4 separate regions of the Mus musculus genome follow, and all the other regions are linked to region 2. Evidence: chromatin contacts called from public promoter capture Hi-C data. All regions are on one chromosome and are shown on one strand. The core of a region is the stretch at or near the end of the contact, and the rest is flanking DNA. Distances in the headings are between cores, read along the strand shown.

Region 1 (5,962 bases), core at 2,180-4,679, 2.9 Mb before region 2:
TGCTGGTGTTGCAGTGGGTTTTCCCCTTTTAGATTCAGTCTGGAATCCCAGCCCATGGATGGTGCCTGCTGCCCTTTCAGAGTGGGTTTCCTCCCTCAGTTAATCTTCCCTCTAAATATCTTCACCCAAATATGTGCTGTATCAATGCCCTAAGTATCTCACAATCCAATCAAGTTGACAGCTGAAATTAGTCATGCAACACTCAATCAAAAATCTTAGAGCTGGGCATGGTAGCACATGCCTTTAACCCCAGAAGTTGGGAGACAGAGGCAGGTAGATCTCTGTGAGTTTGGGGCCAGTCTGGTCTACACAGTGAGTTCCAGGACAGCCAGAGAGAAACAAAGAAATAAAGAAACAAAAATATTCTTGGGGTTGGACATGGTGCTCAGTAATAGGATGCTAGCCTAAAATTAAAATGCACAAGGCCCTGGACACAGTACTGCAGATAGAAGAAGGAAAAAAAAACAAACCAAACCTGTTATTCCAGCATCACATAGTGATCACATAGCCCATCCATGGGTTGGGATTCCTAAAACTATATTTAGACCATTTTTTTTTCAAGACAGGGTTTTTCTGTGTAGCCTTGGCTGTCCTGGAACTCAGTCTGTAGACCAGGCTGGCCTCGAACTCAGAAATCCACCTGCCTCTGCCTCCCAAGTGCTGGGATTAAAGGCATGTGCCACCACTGCCCAGTTAGACCAGTCTTATTGGAAAGAAAAACTGTGTCTCTTTCAATCCTTGCCAGCACTTTGGTCAGTGTGTCCAAACCAAATTGATACTTGTTCTCTCAAGTCTTGCTCCCAGTCCTGGATTCCCTGGTTTGTCCAAGGTTCTATCTCATTGGTGAAGTTCTAACCATTGAAGCCATGTTGGAACATCCCCTTTCCATGGACTCTACACTTAATTTAACCACCAAGTTTTGTTGAATTTGAGTTCTAAACAATTCCCAACACTTGCCTCTCCCTCATAATGAACACTGCTATTCCATGGGTTGTGTTTTTTGTTTTTTTTTACCGGTGTTAAAGCAGTAGCTCCTTCATTGGTACTTCCCCCTACTGTGAACTGAACTATATTGTCAGAGGAGTTTTTTTTTTTTTTTTTTTTTTCTTTCTCGAGACAGGGTTTCTTTGTGTAGCCCTGGCTGTCCTGGAACTCACTCTGTAGACCAGGCTGGCCTTGAACTCAGAAATCCAACTGCCTCTGCCTCCCAGGCAGAAGGATTTTTTTTTTTTTAAATACACAGACTGATTACATTTCTTCTTAGCTCAAATGTGTTTGATAAGCAGTGTAGTGGCACCTACTTGTAACTGCAGAGCTTGTGAGTCTTAGGCAGGAGGAGCCTGAGTTTGATGGGTTAGTGTGATCCTGAAACAGACTAACAAACTTAAAAAAAAAAAAAGTTTTATTTATTTAATGTATATGAGCACATTGTAGCTGTACTGATGATTTACTTATTTAATGTATATGAGCACACTGTAGCCATCATATGCTTGCCGGGAATTTGAATTCAGGACCTCTGCTCCCTCCGGCTGACCCTGCTTGCTCCAGCCCTACTTAGTTTGGCCTAAAGATTTACTTATTGTTGTATCTAAGTACACTGTAGCTGTCTTCAGACTCAACAGAAGAGGGCGTCAGATCTCATTACGGATGGTTGTGAGCCACCATGTGGTTGCTGGGATTTGAACTCAGGACCTTCAGCTGGTGCTTTTAACCACTGAGCCATCTCTCCAGCTCGTGAAGAACTTACTACTTACAGAACAGTGAAACATAAAACCAACGAGCATGACTCACAGTTTGACACCTCCTTATTTGCTTGTCTTATCCATTCCTTCTTTCTAGCTTAATCTTGCAGGACTCAAACTGGTTGCTTTCTCCTAATGTATCATTTTGTGACCGGGGCGCAGGCTGTCCTGCCTGCAGCTTTATGGTCTCTGTTCTCTCACTTCCTCAAGGCCCTGTTCGTTCTTTACATTTAAGCTCATGGTGCTTTCTTCATGACGGCTACCCACCTAGCCTAACAGTCATCCTGCCGATTTTATCACTGTGCCTTGTGCCTTACAGTTCATATTATAGATGTACGCACGGGAGTCCTACACAATGAAATCGAAAGGCCTGATGATTGAAGCTCATGACATACAGAGAGGAACAAGAATTGGAAGTTTTAGTAGGTATTGGAGATAAATGAAGGAGAGGGAAGGAAATAAAGAGGAAATAACAAGTCGATTCTTTGTTTAGATGGTCTCCCCAGCAATAATGTTGTCTATGGATAGCTTAGCTGCCTTTTTGACACAGACACCTTATCAAATTTCCCTTTTAAATTTAATCTTGTTATAAAATGCTGCCTTTTATTTTAGGTAGTGGAAGAGAGCTGAAACGCGCGTGTCGAATGGATCTCAATTTCTTTTCGGTTTAAAAGCCATCAATATGCAGTGGGTCACATTTTTAGTAAGGCACTTTCTAAGTTCTTACAGTACTACTTTGAGGTGATGGGTTCTGAGCCTCAGACACCATAACGAATCAACGTCATGAGCAAGATAAATACCTTAAACCCCTAGGTGAGCCTCGCCATTACTGTAAAACACGCTTTACTACCCAGCAAAAACGATTGTTTTTAAAACGCTGCATTTTTGCAATCTTCCAAGCGCTTTAATTGTTCTCAGACAGATGGCTAAAGCTAGGCTACCGCACCCGCATATGTTAGGATAAAACCGACTAGAGCGCCAAGAAAAAGATGATTGGCTGTGGGCCGTAGAAGTTACACGGTTCCCCTAGCAAGAGCTGGGAAACCGCTGAATCTTCAGGTTTTGAAATACGGTTTTTGCATCGTAAAGAAAGAAGATTAACCTATCAGGAAGAACCGAGCACATCCAATTACCAATCAAGAGCGGGAAAACAGCCAAAGCCGGAGATAACCAGGCACCAAAGCGGACGTCACTCTTCAGTCTCTGCCAATAAGCCGAGGCAAGGGGCGGGGCAACCAGAGGATCAATTGCCCAAGAAAACAAACAATGTGTAGTACAACTGTCTAAACCCCAGTCCTAAGCTCCGGATGCGCCGGAATGAGCTCTAGAGCAAGGCTCTCGTGAGGTGCTTCCCGCTTTTCTAGCCTAATGACAGTCAGGGCCGGGTATCTACTTCCTAGCTCAGCAAAGGTGTCCTTCCCGCCAGCTCCCACGGGCTCGCAAAAATCCCGCTGCAACTTTGCGCTACAGTTTACAGGAACAGCAGTCGCGCGCTGAGGGGGTGGGGCGGCGGCAGAGCGCAGGCGTACATGCCTTGTGGAGGCGTGGCCCAAAAGGCCCCAGGAACTCTGGGAACTGTATTCCCCGCTCCCGAGGAGGTAGCACAACTCACGAGCCCTCTTGAACTACATTTCCCAGAATGGCTCGCGACCTTGGGGCGGGACGCTTGGTTCCTTAATGAGTTCGAGAAAGCCGCGGCGCGGCCCACCAGGTTCCAAAACAAGGAAATGAAGGGAGGAGGCGGGACTGTAGATGCCTGCGGGAGCCGCCGCCGCCGCCGCGGAGGAGGAGGAGGCGGAGGAGGTGGCTGCCGCGGCCGCCGAGGAGTCCCTTGCTGAAGGCGGACCGCGGAGCGGCGGGCGGCGCGCGCGCGCCCGAGCGACGGCTGTTGGAGAAGTGGAGCGGCGGCGGTGGAGGAGGGACTGAGTGGCGGCGGCCCCCGCGTCCCGGTTTCTCTATGGGGGAAGCAGACAATGGATTATGATTTCAAGGCGAAGCTGGCGGCGGAGCGGGAGCGGGTGGAGGATCTGTTTGAGTACGAAGGGTGCAAAGTGGGACGCGGCACCTACGGGCATGTCTACAAGGCGAGGCGGAAAGATGGGTAAGAGCGCGAGCGGGGAGTGGGCTCGTCCCGTCCCCTCCGCTGCGGAGCCCCGGAGGGCTGGGTGGGTCGGAGCTCCCGGGACGAGGCGGCGTGGGTCGCAGAGCGACGTCCCGGGGCTAACTCGGAGGCACTGGTGCTGCCGCCCCCCGCTGGCCGGTCGCGCCCCTCGAAGTCGTACGGCGCAGCCCCGTCGGGGGCGTCGGTCCCGCCTGGAGTCGCGGCTGCGTGATTAACAGCGGGCGGCGGGTGGAGACCGCGCCTGGAGGTGGAGTTTAGGGGTCTGGTCCCCGGGGACCCTCCGGAGGGCTTGGCTGAAGAGTTACCGGTTTGGCCCTGTGCTGGTGACGGTAGTGGTGGAACTTCCAATCGGCGCAGCGCCTTCCCGGGGCGGCGGTTTGAAAGCTCGCGGGGGCGCCTCCTGTCTGGTGGCGCAGCGCTTGGGGTCCTGGCTGGCCCCTTGGGTCTGACTTCCTTGCCAACCCAGACTTCATCTCTGATGTTTACCTGGGGACTTCCCGATCCTGCTCCCGATTCCCACATTTTAATATTCTGAATTCAGCACTCTGAAGGTGGACCCTGGAGAGAGATAAATTGTATATTACAAGATTTAAGTGTTCTCTGGTTGCTTATCTTTCCTGCCTCTTGGCTATCTTAGGTATAAGATATATCTTGGCTATCTAATTCCCCCCAACCCCCTTTAAGATAGGGTATCTGTGCGCCCTGCTTGGCCTGGAACGGAGAGATTCGCCTGCCTCTGCTAATCAGGTACTATCATTAAAGGCGTATGCCACCAAACCTGGTCCATTTCTCTTTTCTTCAGGAAGAAATCTTGATTTCTTCAAGTTCTTAGCCTCTGTCAAATGGCTGTGAGCTTTGGTAGTGTTTATTGAGAACCTAGACCACCAAGAACAGAAAACGGAGTGACAGGCTTGAGCCTGGATTGCCGTTTCCTTAGTTGAGGGGATCTGTAGGAATCTCTTGGGAAGTCTTTATGGATTGTTATATCAGTAAAAGACAAGTTGATAAAGCATCGAGAATGTCCCCTTCGGGCCGGTGGTCAGACTGGCTTGTAAGAGCTGGCCCGGTGGAACCAAACTTCAGGCCTGGGAATGGTGAGTTTAAAGCCAGTTGTCACCTTGGCTCCTTTCTGGAAGGAATTCCTTTCCCTTAGGTTCTGTAACTTAGACTCAAACGATTGTCAGACTATACAAAAGGGAGACTTAAGGATTGTGATGGGGCATTTTTGATAAGCCGGATTATCACCATACCTCAGATTTAAAGTGCTCCTTGGGGCCCCTCCTTCCCAGTGCTGTGATTTGATAATGTTGGTGAGGCGCTCCCGCATCAAAGTAAGCAGTGCTCGAGCTACTTTTCTAAGAAGAAAGCCAGAGCACAGTCGTACCAAGTGTCTCATACTCAGTACCTGGAAAGTTACAGGTACTGTCCAGAACTCAAGGATGATGGTTAATCGCTATTGCAGGTAGACCTGTCTAGGCCAAGCTACTCAGTTGTCTGAGCTGTTTCTTTTAATTACCACATGTCCTCGAGTGCACACCAGGGGCTGGAGGGTACTGTAATTGACTTGCACTCTGTTTTTGGCATAGCCACTCTCCTGATTAAATTGATATTCCAGTGGGACTCTTCACAGGGCTGTTTGGGGAAAGCAAATCCAGTGCTGTCATTTGGACACTGTGGTTCCATTGTTGGGCTGGATTTTCCCGTATCCCCAGGGACTGTGCTAACGTTGTGATACATGTCATCTAGAATACACAAAGTTTTCATTAAAAATATCTTAAAATATTTTCATTTGCCCTGAGTCTTTGAGAACTTTAACAATTCTGTTTCTGAGTCACATAGACTAGATGGGATTACAACAGAAACAGTTTCCGCTTCTTAGTTTTCACTATATAATAAGGATATTGATTAAAATACACTTATTCTATGAGTGAAATTGGTAAAGTAGAGTACATAAAATAAGGTCAGTTTTTGTATTTTCAAAGTAGAATTAAAACAAAACAAAACAAAACAAAAAACCAAAACACTTAGAGCTAGAGGCAGGCATAGATGGATCTCTGAGTTGGAGGCTAGCCTGGTCTACAGATGGAGTTCCAGGCCA
Region 2 (5,753 bases), core at 1,188-3,687:
GATCCTCTTTCGTCCAGTTGTGCTCGAGTGCCCACTTTGAGGTCTGGATTATTTTCTATTAAAATCAATACAGCAATGAACAACCTTTTGCTTTAGTTACTTTGCCTTTTGGAATAGGTTCCTAGAGTTGATATTTCTGGGTCATAATGCAAATGTGTATACAATACTGTGATTATCTAACTGCTGTGTGCTACTTTGCATTCTTAGTGGTATTAGATGTCCTTACTCCTCACAGCCTGTCACTTGAAATTCAGACATCTCTTTAGCTATAAAGATTGAAGGATATATATATATATATATATATATATATATATATATATAAATCAGGAGGACTAAAGAACAAATATCATTTTAATTTTCCAAAACTGATTACCACTAGATACAATGCAACCTTTTAACTGTTAAGTATAAAGGAAAGTGCTGGTTATTTAAAGTAAATGGGAGCAGAAGTCCCATGAATAATCAAAAACGTGGCTAACAGACCAAGACCAGAGAATAATGCACTTGGCTTTTGTGAAGAAATTAAAGTACATACTGTGAATTTTCATTAAAGCAAATGTGTGAAAAGTTACTCTTAAGGTACCATGATCTTGAAGAAGCAGCCTCAGATGCTCGATATATTACACTCAGTCTCTCTCTTTCTCTGGATTTTTCTGACTTCCTTCTCCTTGGACAACCCAGCTTAGGTCTTAGAACTCTTTAGAATGATAAAATATTTCACCTTTTACATTTATTTTTACATAGTAGTATACTTGGATTTTATTGCTAGGAATCTTACATAGGAACTCCCTTATGGGGAGACTGTTTTTAAATATAATTCACCTTTAATTAATATGCTGTTTTATCTATGGAGCCCTCACTCTGGAGCCCTGGCTAGCCTAGAACTGGCTATGTAGACCAGGCTGCTCTTGAACCTAGAGATCCTTCTGCCTCTGCCTCCTGAGTGCTTGTAAGCACCACCATTCCTGGCTCAAAAACAGAATCTTTAAATCACAGGAGACTTGGCACTCAAAGGGAGTTTGCCGCTAAACCTTCTGTGGCTAAAAGCATCTTGTGTGAACAATTTCTCTTTGTTTTTCTAGTTCATTTACATAATGTGAGCTTAAAAAATACCAACTATGAATTTTGAAAGCTCACATGAATTTTAAAAACCATTCCTGAGTGTAAAATGTAGGTAACAAGTCGTTTATTATTTTTATATTACTGATCTTAATGTTACTTTTTTCTTCCCAAGGGATTGAATTTAAGGTTTTGTAATTTTTAATTTTTTTATGATTAACAAGGACTTCAACACTTGTTTTGTCTAATTAGAAAGGGCAAGATGCTAGACGTGCTTGAATAGGTGGCACCCGAAGAGCAGAGTGGCCCTCTGGCCCTCGTCTGTAATCCCAGGACTTGAGAGGTGGATGGGGTCAAGAAGTTACAGGTCAGTTTGCTACACAGTAAGAAGTCTCAGGCCACTGTGGCCTAGGGGAAAAAAAAAACGTTCCATCCAACACTGAAAGCGTCGTCACACTGACAATTTTACTTTAGCAATGAGAAAGAATTTTTGGTAACATATTACTTAATGTTGTGGTTAAGAGTATGTATTCAAATAACCAAATTGTTAGGTCGGGTATGTGGTTCCGAAGTAGAGCACTAGCCTAGCATTACTGCATGAGGCCTGGCCTCTATCCCTAGTACCCAAAGGAGAGGAGAAAAAAAGATACCAGATCCTCTAGGTTCACATTTTGCTTAATGTGACCATAACAACTTACAATTTGGCTGTGCCTCATTCCGTTCCCCCCCATCCCCCCTAAAATCCGGGGAATAGTATTATCTTTAAAACTCAACAAAAGATTAAGTGAGCTAATATGTGAAATGCACTCATGCCAGTGAATTTTCAGTCCCGGAGCAAGCGACGTTTCATTCCATTCTCACAGCATCCTTATTTTCTGGATTTTTCACAGAAATCCTGGCACTTCGGCCAGGAAGCTGAGGGAAGCAGGGCTCAGCCTCACCGATCCACTTGCGTTCCAGCTCTGGGGGGGCCGCGGAGGAGACGTCGTCGCCCAGCTAGCGGGGCCGCCCTCCCGGGTCCGCGGCCCCCACCAAGGGCCTAAGGCGCCCAGGAGCAAAAGGCTTCCGGACGAGCCTGCGCCACGGGCCTACGATCTCGCCGCGGACCCACGATACAGACATTTATTTACATAAGCTTCACTCTGCGTTGGGCCGGGAGAAACGCTGCAGAGACCCCGAGAGCGCCTAGATCCAGGGCTAGCGGGGTGCCAAAGGGCGGACACCGACGTCCTGGGGCACAGGCTCCCTTCCATCTCTCGCCTTCCGGTCATCACTGAGGGTCCGCCCCTTAGTGGGGAGGTCCCAGCTGTGCCGTAAAGTAAAGAGCACTCTTTGCCGCTCATCAGCCCGCCCCTATCTTTACGGCAGGCCGCATTTCATGCCTCCAACATGGCGCCCCCCATGTAGGCACTGGCTGTGGTTACCAGCGCAGGTATCCAGTGCAGTTCTGAGCAGCCGCTGGGGTTACGCCAGTCTGCGCTGCAGAAGCAGCAAACGTTATTCCTGGTTACGGCTCCAGAAAGCCATACTTCTCTGAGGGTTTGGAATCGCCGTCTCCTGTTAGATTCTGAAAGTTTCTCCTCAGCCCTTGTTTGCTTCCCGTGTCATTTCTGGCCACCTTCCTCAGGTCCCCGACCCTCTCAGACTCAAAACTATGAGCCTCCGGCAGCTGCTGTTGCGCTTGTCCGGTTACCTCGGGGCTTCAGGTCCCCCCAGTCGCCACTGGTGGTACTTCAGATCCCTCGACAGCATCTCCTCGGCGGGCTCCTGGCGCGGGCGCTCCTCCAGGTCACCGGCCCATTGGAACCAGGTGGTGTCCGAGGCGGAGAAGATCGTGGGCTACCCCGCATCCTTCATGAGCCTGCGCTGCCTGCTGAGCGACGAGCTCAGCAATATCGCCATGCAGGTGCGGAAGCTGGTGGGGACGGGACACCCTCTGCTTACCACTGCCAGGTGAGCGACCCATGGTAACTCTGGGTCTGGCCAGTTCCTTGATTCTAACTTTCTTTTGAACTTTTAAGGTATTCTTTGGTGTCCCTTTAACATTCTTCTACTTGGCCCAGGATAAATGGTTTTCGTAAAAGAAAAACTTGAACGTGTTTTACAGTTTCTCTTCACTTTTAGAGATGCAGATGCTTCATGGCTTGTCAAGGTATCAGAGATGTATACTTATTTAGTCACAGTCAAGAAGTGGTATTTTAAAAATGGAATAGAGCCGGGCAATGGTGGTGCATGCCTTTAATCCCAGAGCTTGGGAGGCAAAGGCAGTGCGATCTCTGAGTTCAAGGCCAGCCTGGTCTACAGAGCAAGTTAAGCTGTTTACCTACAGAAAGATTAAGACAAGAGAGACAGGCAGAATAGACAGCTCCGGGCAGTGGTGGCGCACGCCTTTAATCCCAGCACTTGGGAGGCAGAGGCAGGCGGATTTCTGAGTTCGAGGACAGCCAGGGCTACACAGAGAAACCCTGTTTCAAAAAACAAACAAACAAAAAAACCCCCAAATATCCAGGTATTGGACTATCTAGATTGAAGTCAGTTTCCTCTGACGCTTTTACCACTTAATGCCAGACTAGTGTTAAACTTGTCACTAGGGTTTAAAAAAAAATTTATCACTTAAAAAACAACTCATACCTCATGTTTCGTAGTTTATTTCAAGCACACAGAAAAGTTATGAGAATAAAACTAGTACAAAGAGGATTAGGGGAGATGTCTTTGCCAAAGTACTTGTTGAACAAGTCCTACAACCTGGTTTGGATCGCCAGCAACAAAAGTGGAGGTTTTTCATACCAGTACTGAGGATGTGAAAACTGGAGATCTCTGCAGTGTGATGGACATTTCGTCTAGCTAAACCAGCAAATTCAGTGCTAAACAAGAAACTCCTTCTCAAACTCAAAAGTGAAAAAGCAAACAAGAGCTGGACAAAAAGATGGCAGGTGGGCTTATGAATGTTCAAAACCACTAGCCATAGGAGAATTGCAGATTTACATTACTATGAGATCTGTCACAAAGTTAAGAGGAATGAAATACAGATTTACAGAAGGACATCCTGGTGAAGAAACAGAAAAACTAAATTTGGCATGTATGTAAATCAGTATGGCCAATCTGGAAAATGGAAATTTCTTATAAGATTAAATTAAATAAGATTAAATTATACATCTTACCATCATACTCATAAACATTTATCCTAAAGAAATAATTAAAAAAAAAACACCTTGTCTATATCAGAATCTATACAGGGGTGTTTATAGTGTTGAAAGTTGGCTGTAAATTTGCCAAAGTCTTGACAGCAAAATGTTGATAATTAAGAGAATGATACTCAGCGTGGGTATTTGGGATAGCCCCAACCTGACCAACTCAAACGTCATTTATTGGTCAATGGTTGATCAAACTGTGATATATCCATAACCATAAAGCTCTATTTGGTGGAGCTGAAGAGATGTCTCAGTCATTAAATTGCCTACTGTGCAAGCTTGAGGGCCTGAGTTTAGATTCCAAGTACTGACAAAAAAGCTGGTTGCCAAGAAAGTGTGTGCAAGTGGGTTTTGTAGCCCAAGTATTAGGGTGCAATGTGGAAACAGGCTGTGCCTTTGAGCCCATTGGCCAGCCAGCCTACATAATTAATGAGTTCAATGAGAGACCTTGTCTCAAAATATAAGATGGAGCAAGATAAAGAAAATACTCTTGCCTCACATGTATACACACTTGTTAAAACCTGCATGTGTTCTCTCAAATACAAATGCAATTTGATTTTTTTTTTAAAAAAATTGATATCACTGTGTACACCTGAATGAGTCCTAAAGGGGTTATGCAAAGTGAAGAGTTTTTATCCTCCCCAAAATTAGGAGTTAACATGTGACTCGGCCATTCTTCCTCTAAGTATATTTCTAAAAGACTTGAAAACAGAGTCTCAGATAGTTATATATTTATGTTTCTAGTATTGTTTCCAATAGGCAGAAGGTAGAAGCTGATCATGTGTTCATTGGTGGGTAAATCTATTAATGAAATGTAGTATATGCATACATTGGAATGTATGTATTCAAATAACCAAATTGTTAGGTTGGGTATGTGGTTCCGAAGTAGAGCAAGGTGCATAGATCAGTTAAGGATGAATTTCTGCTCCTTGTTTGAGCAGGTGAAAGGCACCTGTCTTTTTTATGAGTCAGCTTGATTAATAACCAAATTGTAATAAATCTTCATTCATGCCATATGAAAGGATGGCGTGATGAATTTTAAGAACTCTGTTGCCAACAAGACTCATTGGCTATGTATAGTTGAAGTTCTAGCTAGAGACATTTTTATGTTTCAGCCAGTTTCAGGTTTGTTCCCATATAGAGGGATCAGCAAATTATGTTACCTGTCCTATTTGGTCTTCTTGACTTTTTTCCTTCCTGACTGCAGCCAAGGTCTTCAGGGGGGTCTCCCTCTATCAAGTCTGATCCTTATTACTTTGGAAGGAGTCTAAAACCTTTTTTTTTTTTTCTTGTTAACACAAATACAGAGCCCTTCTCCCAAAATACCTTTTCTTTGTTCCAGCAACCTGAAGTATAAAATCTAAAGTATAGACTGATTCAATTTTGCAGGCTCTTTTTTATTTAGATCTGCTCTACTTTGACCTCTGTCATAGAGTATTTAATACAATTATAATCACTGAAATTATAACTACCTTCATGTTGACAATTAAAACAATTTAAAAT
Region 3 (5,394 bases), core at 1,655-4,154, 2.3 Mb before region 2:
TGCGGCTAGAAGAAAGAAGTACACAAAAAGTTATTCTTGTTTTAAAGAGAATCTGAACTAAACGGTGGCAACTGAAAAAGAAAGAGACATTTGATAAACATCACCCAGTCACAGTGGGAAAGAGTAGCTGTCACTCAAAAGCAAAGGCTCAAGAAGTCAAGAGTAATTCCCAGAGGAAAGGATGCTCTGAAGGCTGTGCTAAGGAAAACAGAGAGGAAGAGATCGAGTTGCGGGGGGGGGGGGGGGGGGGAGCAAAACCAACCAACCAGCCAGAAACACGATGAAGGGGAGGTAGCGGCTGAACAACTAACAAGCGAGTTAGAAGGGGAGGTAGCGGCTGAACAACTAACTAGCGAGTTAGCGGGGCTGAGGAAAAGGAAAACGGTGAGCCTTCTGTTTGTGGCTTGAGCCAATGAGCAGGATGTGGATCAATCAAAATGGGGAATACAAACGTGCACTAGAAAGACACTTAAGCTTTTAGCACACCATACAAAAGGGGCACAAGAGGCATTCTGGATAAGATTTAAAAAACATTAAGAAAGCTGGCATGGAGTTTAAGACAGGAGTTTACTAGGACAGCTGGTATTTAATCAGTATATAATTGTTACAGCTAAAATTGCTTTGCATTTTTGAAAATTGGTAGCTAAACATACTTGAAGGATGAGTAAGAATGGGCTCAGAGCTCTTAAGTGATGTCTCCAAGGAGGCCATGTGGCTAAGTGCTAGAGGGAGATATGAATAATACTGGAATCTTGATTCATGCCTATGTTAACCTCTTCACTGTGGTCACCTGTGAGCCACCAGAAGTATATACTGCAGTAAAAATATGTGAGACTATGTGGAGGGAAACTTGAAATAACAGCCTAGACCTAGAAAACCAAATGCTGACAGGGCTGGCAGAAGAATAGGGAACCTGAAGGCTGAGGATAGCTCGGTGGACATCATAGGAAAACTAAAGAATAGAGAAAAGGAATTATAAGAGCTATTTGATGCAGAGATTTAATTCAGATGGCAGAACGGTCTCATGACTGCAAAAGGCCTGGAACACCATTTCCACCAAGTAATTAATCAAGAAGCCAAGGCTAGACTGTACTGAGCTGGGGTGGGGAACCCTGTGACAAATCAGGGGAACAATGCATAGCACTGAAAGTTGGAATGTCTAAGGAACACACGGGGAAGGCTGCTGGAAAGTCATAGGCTGGCAGAGCTTTGTTCTGTTCTAAAGATAGACTTCCCAGTGTTCTTTCATGCCAGATGTCCTTATAAAAAACTTCAACTTCATAAATGACACAAACAAGACCCAGGGAGAGCTTAGTTAGAAATCTTCTTCTTTTCCCTCGTCAGTCTTTGAGCTGGTCATTCACTCACACAGGGCTTACTACAGACTGATGCTCTCAAAGGGCTCAAGACACACTAAGTCTTCTCCTAAGTTTGGAAACTCTTGCTTTAGCTAACGTGGTCTCTCTCTCTTCGAATTGACATTTCATTTATTTATTTATTTATTTATTTATTTTATTTATTTATTTTGGTTTTTTGAGACAAGGTTTCCCCGTGTAGTCCTGGCTGTCCTGGAACTCACTCTGTACCAGGCTGGCCTCGAACTCAGAAATCTGCCTGCCTCTGCCTCCCAAGTGCTGGGATTAAGGCATGTGCCACCACTGCCTGGCAACTTTTTATTTTTTTATTTTTATTTTTTTAAGAAAGGATTTGTCTGAGCAATCTACACACACAAAAAAAAAATCACACTTCTACCTTATTCTTTGTTGTGGTTATTACCCCATCCCATCCCCACCCCACCCCCCACCCCCGGACACCCAGTGTTCAATTCAATCTGTAACTACTTTATTTGTCCACATTTAATTGGTTGTTTCACCCACGAGAATGATTCCAGTATGAACTATGATAGCAAAGATGTTCTGGTTGGTTGACCCTTGTGGCTTTAATCCTGTTGTTACTGGGAAACAATACATGCTCCATAGAGAACTATATTATAGAACTATAGAACTGGGTTTCCCCCTTTATCAACTTCCTCGGTTGGGTTCGTGCATGCTACTTCCTAAACTTTATGTCCTTTTCCCATTCATTGTATTAACACAAAGAATCACAATAGCTAACATGTATCGCTTTCCACTAGATAGATATTCGGCTCTGTGCTATAATCTTTACCATATAATTTCACTCAATCTTTACAATAACCCCCCGATAAATATGTTTTTATACAGCTATCTTCATTGCACAACTGTACAAAAGAACGTTGTGTAATTTGAAAGTAGTGAAGCCAGGATTCGTGCCGAGTTCCTCAAAAACAAAACAGTGCCTGGCCGTGGCTCACTTCTAGTGAGGGTACAAATTCTAGTTTGAAAGTCTTGATCCAATATTATCTATGCTCTGAACTTATAACTGATCTAATAAGGCTACATCTTAGTCTACAAATTCAAACTTTCCTCCTCTCCTGAACTAATTTTATCCGACGGAGATAGGAAGGACAGGGGTTAGTGGAGAGCTGCTCCGTACTTCTAATCGTCAAGGAGGATGTGGGAAGAGATGTAAACGCTAGTTACATACTTCTCAGCGCCAAGGTAGACCAGCCTCTAACCCGAGACGAGCTGAAAGCAGTTCCTGAGCTTATTAGTGTCCAAAACACTTACCTTAACTGCCACCTCCGGAGCCGAGTCCACCGCCACGGTCAGAGAGAGCTTGGCTGAAGGCGATTTGGTCAAGTGCATGAGAGAGTCCGCGGCTGGCAGCGGACACCGACTGCCCTCACTGTCCGAATCCGATTCGGACCCCGAGCCCGAGCCATACGAAGCAGCTAGAGCTGCAATCGCAGCCGACATGACTGCAACAGATACTCTCTGCTAAGGCCAGGCCAAGGCGGAAGAAGCAGCGTCTCCCAGGTCCTGTCAGATTGTCATGGAACTCGATATTTACCTCCTTTAAAAAAAATCATTTATAACTTCTCGAAAAAAACTTTATTATTGAGATAACTGTATCAAAACTTGAGATTCACAAACATTTATCTAAAGAAGCACAAGGGATTACAACTATTTGTAACTTTCAGGACCTCGTTGATTAAAGACCCAGTCCTGAGATGTGTTTGAAGCCTCGAGGACCTTCACTCCCGGCGTACAGTGCGGCGAGGAGCTCGCGGCACCATGGGAAATGTAGTTTGGAGCGAGGAGGTGGAGCCCGGCAGAGGGGGCCTGCCTTCGACCCCGCCCCCAAGAGGATGCTTCATTCAATTGGATGTCATCTTCCCTCATTCCCGAGCCCAGCACCGTTCTCTCCGGCCCCCTCCCCCAAAGTGCGGATCGGGCAATACCACAGAGCCTCAGGACAGGGGGAAGCGCCGTCCTCTTGCCCACGGACGGGTAAGTGGGTGGATGCTCATTCTCCCACCATGCCGCCGTACGCCCTGCAGGGTTCGAGGGGAGAGTGCGAATCCTAAGTTCAGAGACCTGGGACCCGTCCGGTGCAGCTCCGGGGAAAGGTCGTGAGGCCAGGCGGAGAGCGCCCCGCGGCTCCCCCTGCTGCAGGCGCGGGTCCCCGCGCCCGGTTGTGGAGCGTCGCGCGGGGAGGGGGCGGCGCAGGGCAGCGGCTGCTCGCGGTGTTGTTCGCTCGCGCGTCGAGCGCACCGCGGCTCGGGCGAGCAGTGGGCGCCCCCGGCGGCATTCCCGGCGGCCCGGCGCCTCAGCCAGTGCCCGGCGCGGCTTCCATCCCGCAGCCCGACGCTCCCGAGGGGCTCCTGGTGGCGCCCCAGTGCGGAGCCGGACCGGCGGCAGCCGCCGAAGCATGTAGAAGGGGTACGGCGCGAGCCCCCCACGGTTTCGCGGTGAGCACGAGTCTCTCAGGATTTTGTCCCTTTTTTTTCTTCCCGGGGTCCTGACGAGGGAACTGTTCTCCACCGACCCGAGCCGAGAGGGGCGTGTGGATGAGCCGGGGTCTGCAGCGGCGGCGATGGATGGGCGCGCCGCCCCCGCCCCCATCCCGGGCTCCCCCGCGCCCGCCGCCCAGCAGCCCGGGCTGCGCGTGGAGGACGAGGCGTGGGATCTCGGGCGCGGGGACTGGCCCGAGGCTGCTCTGGGTGCAGCATCTGCGGCTCTCACCTGCGGCGCGGGGTTCGGGGCTCCGATCCCGCCGCTCCGCCCTTGTGCATCGGCGCCGGCGAAGGCTGCAGCCAGTCGCGGAGCCCTCGGCTCGCCCGGCGTGCCAGCGGTTCTGAAAAGCGAGCCCTGGCCGCGGGTCTTTGCGCCGCGGCTCTCTGCACGACCATGGTAAAGCGAGTGCGGGCATCCCTTTATATTCCAGTTTGGAAGAGAAGGCAGAGAGGGTGCTGGCTCTTTTGATGCCTGGAAATGGGGAGGTTCCTCGGGCAGAGTTAGGGAGACGCTTGCTGGGCTCTGATGTCGGCAGGACTCGCCCATTGTGCCACCCAGATAATTATTCAACTATGCAGCATCCATTGCACCTTTCCCATTTTTCTTTTCCCCTAGCTACAGCATGCCCCCTAGCTTCCGTAGACACCTTCTCTAGCACTTGCGGATGATGAACTAGAATAATGGTGAAAAGAAAGCTCATCGGATCCCAACATTCACGACCTGCCCTGTGACTGACTAATTAATACCTAGCTAGAATAGGTACTTTAATTCGACTCATTCTGACCCTATCCTTTACTATACAAAATGTGCCCGACATTCTATTTACATTTTTTTCTTGGTGTTCACATTAGCTAAGTCTTTATTTTCAGTAATCGGTGTGATTAGTTTATTAGTTGTTCAGTTGTACAAACATCCATTGACATTGTAAATTTAATTGGTAAACTTTCATTTTTCTAATTGTTGGGAGCCGCATAACACAAGTACAGATGCAGTCCCATTTGGAACTCACAGGAACAGTTTATCTTTGATCTAAGTTTCTGTTAGGGAAAGTATTTTTATTTATTTTGAATATTTGAATAACGTACTTATATATAAAATTTTCCGTTTTAATAAGAAAAGTTTTGTATTTGTAGAATATTTGAACATCCGATTTACTAATCATATCTTTCATTTGAATGAGAGGGAGGATTTAATATGGGAGGAGAAAAACTCCCTAACTTGGATTTTAATTTTCACTTAGTTCTTTTTAAAGTATATTTTATTGCCAGTTACAGTTTTTTTCTTTTAACTCTTATCGACATGGATATGAGTAGATCCAGTTTTGAATACCTTAAGGACAGAATATATCTCAAAACCTTGGGAAAAAAACATAGCTACTTACTACTTAAATGATATCATTTAAGAACAGCCTATGAGCCACTAGAAACATCTTTTCCTTTTTATCGGCTTTCCCCTCTTTATGTGTTTAAGCTTGTTTTGTTAACCCTTTCGATACGAACAGAATTGTACACGGACG
Region 4 (6,249 bases), core at 3,331-5,830, 2.4 Mb after region 2:
ATACTGGGTGTATCTTGAACATCTCAGACCTCAAAGCCCCATCTTCATTGTGACACAATTCTTCCAATAAGGCTCATCTTCTAATAGTATCACTCCCTATGGCCAAGCATTCAAATACATGAATCTATGGAGGCAGTACCTATTAAAACCATCACAGGTAGTTTGTGGACTTATGTTTGGATCTTCAGTTAGGTTCCATTTGTCAGCATGTCTGTTTTTACATTAGTACCGTGCTGGTTTTTTTTTTTTTTTTTAATTACTATAGCTTTGCAATACAACTTAAATCAGGGACGGTGATACCTCTGGTAGTTCTTGTATTTTTCAGGATTGTTTCGATTATCCTGTGCTTTTGTGTTTTTATGTGAATCTATAGATTATTCTTTCGATTTCTACTAGGTTGTGTTGGAATTTTGATGGGGATTGTATTGAATCTTAGATTGTGTTTTGGTAGGATGGCTGATTTCACAATATTAATCTTAGTGATTCATGATCATGAGAGATCTTTCTATTTTCTGATGTCTTCTTTAATTTTTTCCTTCAATGTCTTAAGGTTTTTATTTCATTATGGGTTTAAAATTCATTCATGCCAGCTGCATTTCCTGAGTGCAGTAGATATGTTAGGTAGTGCTTAGTGCTTTGAACTGTGTAGATTACAGAGCATTTATATCATGGTTGGATTCTCAATTGGATAAAGAGGTGATAAGCCTATTGCAATACTATTCATATAACCTGTTATGGTTTGTATATGCTTGACCCAGGCAGTAGCACTATTTGAAGGTGTGTCCTTATTTGAGTAAGTGTGGCCTTGTTTGAGTAGGTGTGGCCTTGTTGGGAGTAGGTATGGCCTTTTGGAGTAGTTGTTTCACTGAGTGTGGCCTATAAGACCCTCATCTTAGCTTCTTGGAAGCCAGTCTTCTCCTAGCAGCCTTCAGATGAAGATCTAGAACTCTCAGCTCCTCCTACACCATGCCTGCTTGGATGCTGCCATGTTCCTGCCTTGATGATAATGGACTGAGCCTCTGCATCTGTAATCTAGCCCCAATTAAATGCTGCTCTTATAAGAGTTGCCTTGGTCAGGGTGTCTGTTCACAGCAGTAAAACCCTAACTAAGACACACTCCAAACTGAGCTATGTGGGAGACTGCTCTATATTATAGATTTTCAAATTACCAGTCTACTCTTCTGTAAGTTTTTTTCTGTATTTCCCAGTCATGTAATAAACAGTGACCAACTTGGGGAACAGTGCTTACAATGAAGTCAGCTTGGAATCTACCCCTGTTTACATAATCTATGTCTGGGCTTAATGCCTAGAGGACTTTGGAGGTGTTCTACATAAAGTCCATGGAATGACTGCATCTTGTCAGAGATAAGTGTTGAGGGACTAATTTTTCATGTAACAGTGCAATCCTTCCTTCTTACCGGTTGTTTTGAGACAGGCTTCCACTCTGTTGCCCAGACTGACCTGGAGCCTCTGGGCTCACACCAGGGCAGTAGTAGGTCATGCTTTATCAGACCTGGCACCAAAACAGGCTTTCCTTTCCTTCTATTTATTTTTTAAGTTCATTATCAGTTTAAGTATATTTTCGTATGTATACTCACTGCCTTTGTGTCTAGTGCTCATGGAATGTGCTGAATCCCCTGTAAGTGAAGTCATGGATGATTGTGAACCACCACGTGATTCTGTGTACTGAGTCTAGGTTTTCTGCAAGGGTAGCCAGGGACTCTGAAGCACCAAGCCTTCTATCCTTTAATATGCGTGTGTGTGTGTGTGTGTGTGTGTGTGTGTAATGAAAACCAAGTCCTGGGTCTTGAGCATTCTAAGCTAATGAACGCACCACAGGAAGCTGACATGTTGGATGTTTTAAGGAGGACACAGAGCCAGAACATTCTCACTTGATACCAGGTTGCAAAGTTTGAGCACCACCTTGGTTGGCCTATTGCCTTTGTCCTTCCTTTGAAGCTTTGGGTTTTCTAAACCTGCCAGACAGGTTTGGGTCTCATCCAAACTAACTGGTTAAGTAAAGATGATGAAGCTCTGCCTTGAGCCTGTAGCACAAGTGACTGTCACATGTAGGCTGGAATTGATTAGAACCTCCCTGGGAAGGGACACCAATGCCAGCCACCCTCTTCCTCTTTAGACTCTGCACAAAGGTCAGAGAGTATCTCTTTCTAAAAAGGAGGTGATCAGGCAAGATTTGTTCTTACACTGATGAACTCACTGCAAGGGAAGCTTTGCCTCTTTGAGAGACAAGGTGAGAATCTCCATTCCTTTGTTCCTCACGCACTCCAGCATCTCTCAGCGCTGGTGATGATAGACGAGAGAGGCCTCCTCCCTTAATTTTTCATTTTCAGTCGTCATTCTTATGTTCACCACAGATTGGATTGATTCACACTTCAGATTTTTAAATGTTTGCCTGTTTGAAGTCTTGATTTATTACTTTTATTGTATGGGTGAGTGCTCTGTTTGCTGGTAAGTGTACAATGTGCATGCAATGCCTGCAGAAGCCAGAGGAGATCATCTGAGTGTCCGGAACTAGACTAAGGACAGTTAAGTCACTAGGTGGGCTTTGGAGAGCAAACCTGGGTCCTCTGCAATAGCAAGCACCAGTGCTCTTGATTGCTGAGCCAGCTCTTCAGCCCCTTAAACTATTTTAAAAAGATAATTAAAAAATGATTTATTTATTTATAAGTACACTGTAGCTGTCTTCAGACACACCAGAAGAGGGCACGAGGTCTCATTACAGATGGCGTGAGCCACCATGTGGTTGCTGGGATTTGAACTCAGGACCTTCGGAAGAGCATTCAGTGCTTTTAACCACTGAGCCATCTCTCCAGGCCCAGATATTTTATTCTTGATTCTGTGTTCTCTGCATGGGTATGGACACCAAAGTATGTTTGATTCCCTAGAGCTGGACTATATTAGATTTGGGGTACCAGGTGGGGTACCAGGTGGGTGCTGGGGACCAAACTTTGCAAGAGTAGAACATGCTTTTTACCTCTGACCCACCTTTCCAGTCCCTGAAAAAAAATATATATTTTAAGTTTTTATGTGTTTGCCTGCTTATATGTCTGTGCACCATTTGTATGCAGTGCCTGGAGGCCAGAGTAGAGCATCAGATCTCCTGGAACTGGCATTACAGATGGCCCTGTGCTACTATGTGGAAAGCAAATCTGGTTATCTGGAAAAGTAGCCAGTGCTTTTAGCTGTAGAGCCATTGTTCTAATTCCAACTTAAATTTTATTAAACCATTTTTGTCATAATTGAGGTTTTGTGTCTACCAGGTGTGGTAGTGAGTGTGGGACAAAAGGGTTAAGAAAACCCACCAGTCCCTGAACAAGAAAACCCACTAATCTCTGAAGAGCAAAACCCACCAACCCCTGCGCTCACCCAAGCTTGGCTTGGAAAGCTCCACCTCCAAGCCCCAACAATCCTATATAAGATAAATATATAAGCCTATATAAGCCCTGCCTTCTGCTCAGTTCCCTGCTGCTTTTCATCGGAGCAGTGGCAGCCACTCTCTTGGGTTTTGCCTTTCTACTAAACCTCTTGTGTGAGGTCTTGTGTGTGATGTGACTTTGTGGTATTCTTTGGCTCTGGATTGCCAGGATCCCTCTCTAGTAAAGATGTAACCCTTTCACTGGAGCATCCTCTCCTGGAGCAGAGAGCTGTTACACTTGTATTGGGAAAACTCCCCCCTCCTGCAGCCCGGAGCAGAGCTGTAACACTTGTGAAGGGGAAGTCTTTCCCTTCAGGGCTGCAGTACAGATCCTAGCCCTGGGGAGGTAGAGACAAAGAATGTAGTCATTTTAGCTACACATCAAATGCAAAGCTAGCCTGGGCTACATGTAGTAGGCTCAAAGCTCATACCTCCATCATCTTAAAACGGGGCTCCATTGTGTGTGCTGGCTAACCTCAAACTCAGGACCCATCTGCCTCTGCTTCTTGAGTGCTGGGAATAACCTGTATGTATTATCATGCCCAGCTTTGAAGTCTTTGATTCGCCCACTGGGGCCTGTCATGGGAACTGAGATTGCATTTTACCAAATTAACATTTGTTTTTCCTGTTTGTCACTTAGATTTTCCTCAAAGTTTGGAGTTGGCATCATTTTCTGTGCTAAGTACAGGGATATATATGACGGGGCATACGATAGAGCTGTGTCCTTGTTCTTAGAAATGTACTCAGCAAGAGAAACAAGGCATTGTTAAGTCACAATAAAGGAAAAAAAAACCTACAATTTTGCTTTCGAACTTGAGTTTTATTACTGTTCAAAATTTAATTTGTAAGCAGGATAGTTAAGGCATTTGTTTATAGAAAAGTACATCTGTTTTAGCTTGGTGGTGATGAATTTAGGAATAACTGAAATTCTCTAATCTGCTTTACTGGGGTGTGTTAGAACCGAGGGAGGATGCTCTTATACAACTTTGGAGGGAAGAACGTGAGGGCGCGTGAAAGCCCACAAAGTATTTCCACAAATTGCTCAGTCTAACCTACAGATCACCACATAGATGCCATAGAGGCGTGGCTCCGTCGGGGAGTGCGGCCCAGCCAGCTCGAAACTACAGTTCCCAGAAGGCTTCGCGAGCCCAGGAGGGAAGCGGGGCCGCGGCAGGAAAGGCGCGAGCGAGCGGAGGCGGCGGCTGGTGCCCACCCCAGCGCGGTCTGGTTGGCAGCCGTCGGTGCGGCGGACTGACTCGGCTTAGCATCCTAGCGTTCCTGGGCGCCGGCCGCAGCGAGCTCGCTCCTTCTCCCGGCCTGTGCGGGGATGTAGGGCGCGGGTCGCGGAGGCCGCGGGCGCGGCGGGGGCTTCGCGGAGGCCGCGCCGAGGATGGAGAGAGCGATGGAGCAGCTCAACCGTCTGACGCGCTCGCTGCGCCGCGCGCGCACCGTGGAGCTGCCCGAGGGTGAGGCGCCCGGAGAACGCGCGCTGCACTTTTCCGAGGCTGGCGGGCGGGGGGAGTCGGCGGGAGGCGCGGGGGCGCGGCCGGCGGGGGCTGGGGCTGGGGCGGGGACGGGGACCGGGGACGGGGACGGGCTGTCCGGTGGGGTTCGGTCCGAGCGGAAATGCGTTCCGCGGGGTCCGGGCCCCGCACTGGGAAAGGGTGCGGTGGCGCCTCGCACGGGCTCGGGCTGGGGACGTGCTGGGTTTGCTTAAGCTACAGAGTGAGGTAGGCGGGCTAGGATTTATTTGAAATGCGGGGCGCCTCGGTTTTGGCACTAGACAAAGGTTGGCAGCCACCAGACAGGTGTGTTTGTGCAGCTCTGTTGGTGTAGCAGGCATTCCTGCTGTAGCTTGCCTGCCTCCATCGTTTAGTCCTGCAGACTTGGGTTGAGTGGGCTGGGTGAGAACTCTGTGTGTGTGTGTGTGTGTGTGTGTGTGTGTGAATTGTGGGCTGGGTGAGAACTCTGTGTGTGTGTGTGTGTGTGTGTGTGTGTGTGTGAATTCACACCGGAATAAAAGCTCTGTTTCGAACTTTTGCTTTGGCAAACTCCAAATAGAGGAGGTGGGGCGGGGCTGGGGGCGTTGTTTGATGCCTTGTGAAGTCAGACTAATTTTAGTGGCGGTGAGACAAGGCAGTCAGGTTTGTAACCCAGGCTGGCTGCAAACTTTAGAGCCTCCTGCCTCAGCCTTCCAAGAATTTGGATTCTAGGCATTCGCCTACCTTGCTCTGCTCAGTTTGCTTTATTCCACCTCCCCCCCCGCCCCCCCACCAACTTCGTTTTAGTTAGCTAAGGAGAGTGATGAAAAGAAATGTGGAGTTTGTGAGTTTGGGGATACTTTTTTTTTTTTTTTTGAAAAGTTTTATTCTTTATGATTCTGAGTAGAGAAAATTTGTGGCAACTGTTTCTGAGTATATATATATATATATATATATATATATATTAATTTGTTACTTTCCTAGACTGAAACAATTTAGAACAATCTAGTTTTAGGAAGTAAACGTCAGCTTCAACTTTTTCTTTATTTCCTCTGTGAATCTTTTCACTAGGGGCTGCTTTCACATATTTCCTGATGTCATGCTATCTATTGGTAACAGCTGATGAGGGCTGTGTGCGTAGGTTATTAACATTGCTATTTGTATTGTTAACTTATATCCGGCATTTTGCATAAATATGATATAAAAGGCTTTGATAATATTTCCTGGTTTTAAACATTTTATATTTAAATATATTTATATATTTTGTATATTTTAATTATAGAAAGATTTGATAATAAAAATAAAGAAAAATCTGTCATTCTATTCACAATA

The links. Promoter capture Hi-C pulls out the DNA fragments that hold promoters and counts their contacts. Capture Hi-C pulls out chosen DNA fragments and counts their contacts.
Region 1: a promoter capture Hi-C map of adipose tissue shows a contact between it and region 2, with 4 times the contacts expected there. The contact joins the promoter of Cdk19 here to the promoter of Pdss2 in region 2. A contact is called at or near these places in 1 of 39 promoter capture datasets (liver) and 1 of 9 other capture datasets (adipose tissue).
Region 3: a promoter capture Hi-C map of liver shows a contact between it and region 2, with 9 times the contacts expected there. The contact joins the promoter of Cdc40 here to the promoter of Pdss2 in region 2. A contact is called at or near these places in 4 of 39 promoter capture datasets (liver, neutrophils and pre-B cells), 4 of 484 Hi-C or Micro-C datasets (CD4 T cells, CD8 T cells, erythroblasts and 1 more) and 2 of 9 other capture datasets (adipose tissue and liver).
Region 4: a contact with region 2 is called in a promoter capture Hi-C map of pre-B cells, with 5 times the contacts expected there. The contact joins the promoter of Hace1 here to the promoter of Pdss2 in region 2.

What each region holds. Positions count from the first base shown.
Region 1 is chr10:40,345,879-40,351,840 of GRCm38.p6, forward strand. Cdk19 (cyclin-dependent kinase 19) reads left to right here and starts at 3,430. Exons shown (of 13, transcript NM_001168304.1): 1 at 3,430-3,843. The coding sequence starts at 3,716.
Region 2 is chr10:43,219,049-43,224,801 of GRCm38.p6, forward strand. Pdss2 (prenyl (solanesyl) diphosphate synthase, subunit 2) reads left to right here and starts at 2,438. Exons shown (of 8, transcript NM_027772.2): 1 at 2,438-3,012. The coding sequence starts at 2,714.
Region 3 is chr10:40,880,239-40,885,632 of GRCm38.p6, forward strand. Cdc40 (cell division cycle 40) reads right to left here and starts at 2,905. Exons shown (of 15, transcript NM_027879.2): 1 at 2,649-2,905. The coding sequence starts at 2,837. It overlaps Wasf1 (WAS protein family, member 1), which reads left to right and starts at 3,589. Exons shown (of 9, transcript NM_001379453.1): 1 at 3,589-3,832.
Region 4 is chr10:45,573,249-45,579,497 of GRCm38.p6, forward strand. Hace1 (HECT domain and ankyrin repeat containing, E3 ubiquitin protein ligase 1) reads left to right here and starts at 4,581. Exons shown (of 24, transcript NM_172473.3): 1 at 4,581-4,902. The coding sequence starts at 4,827.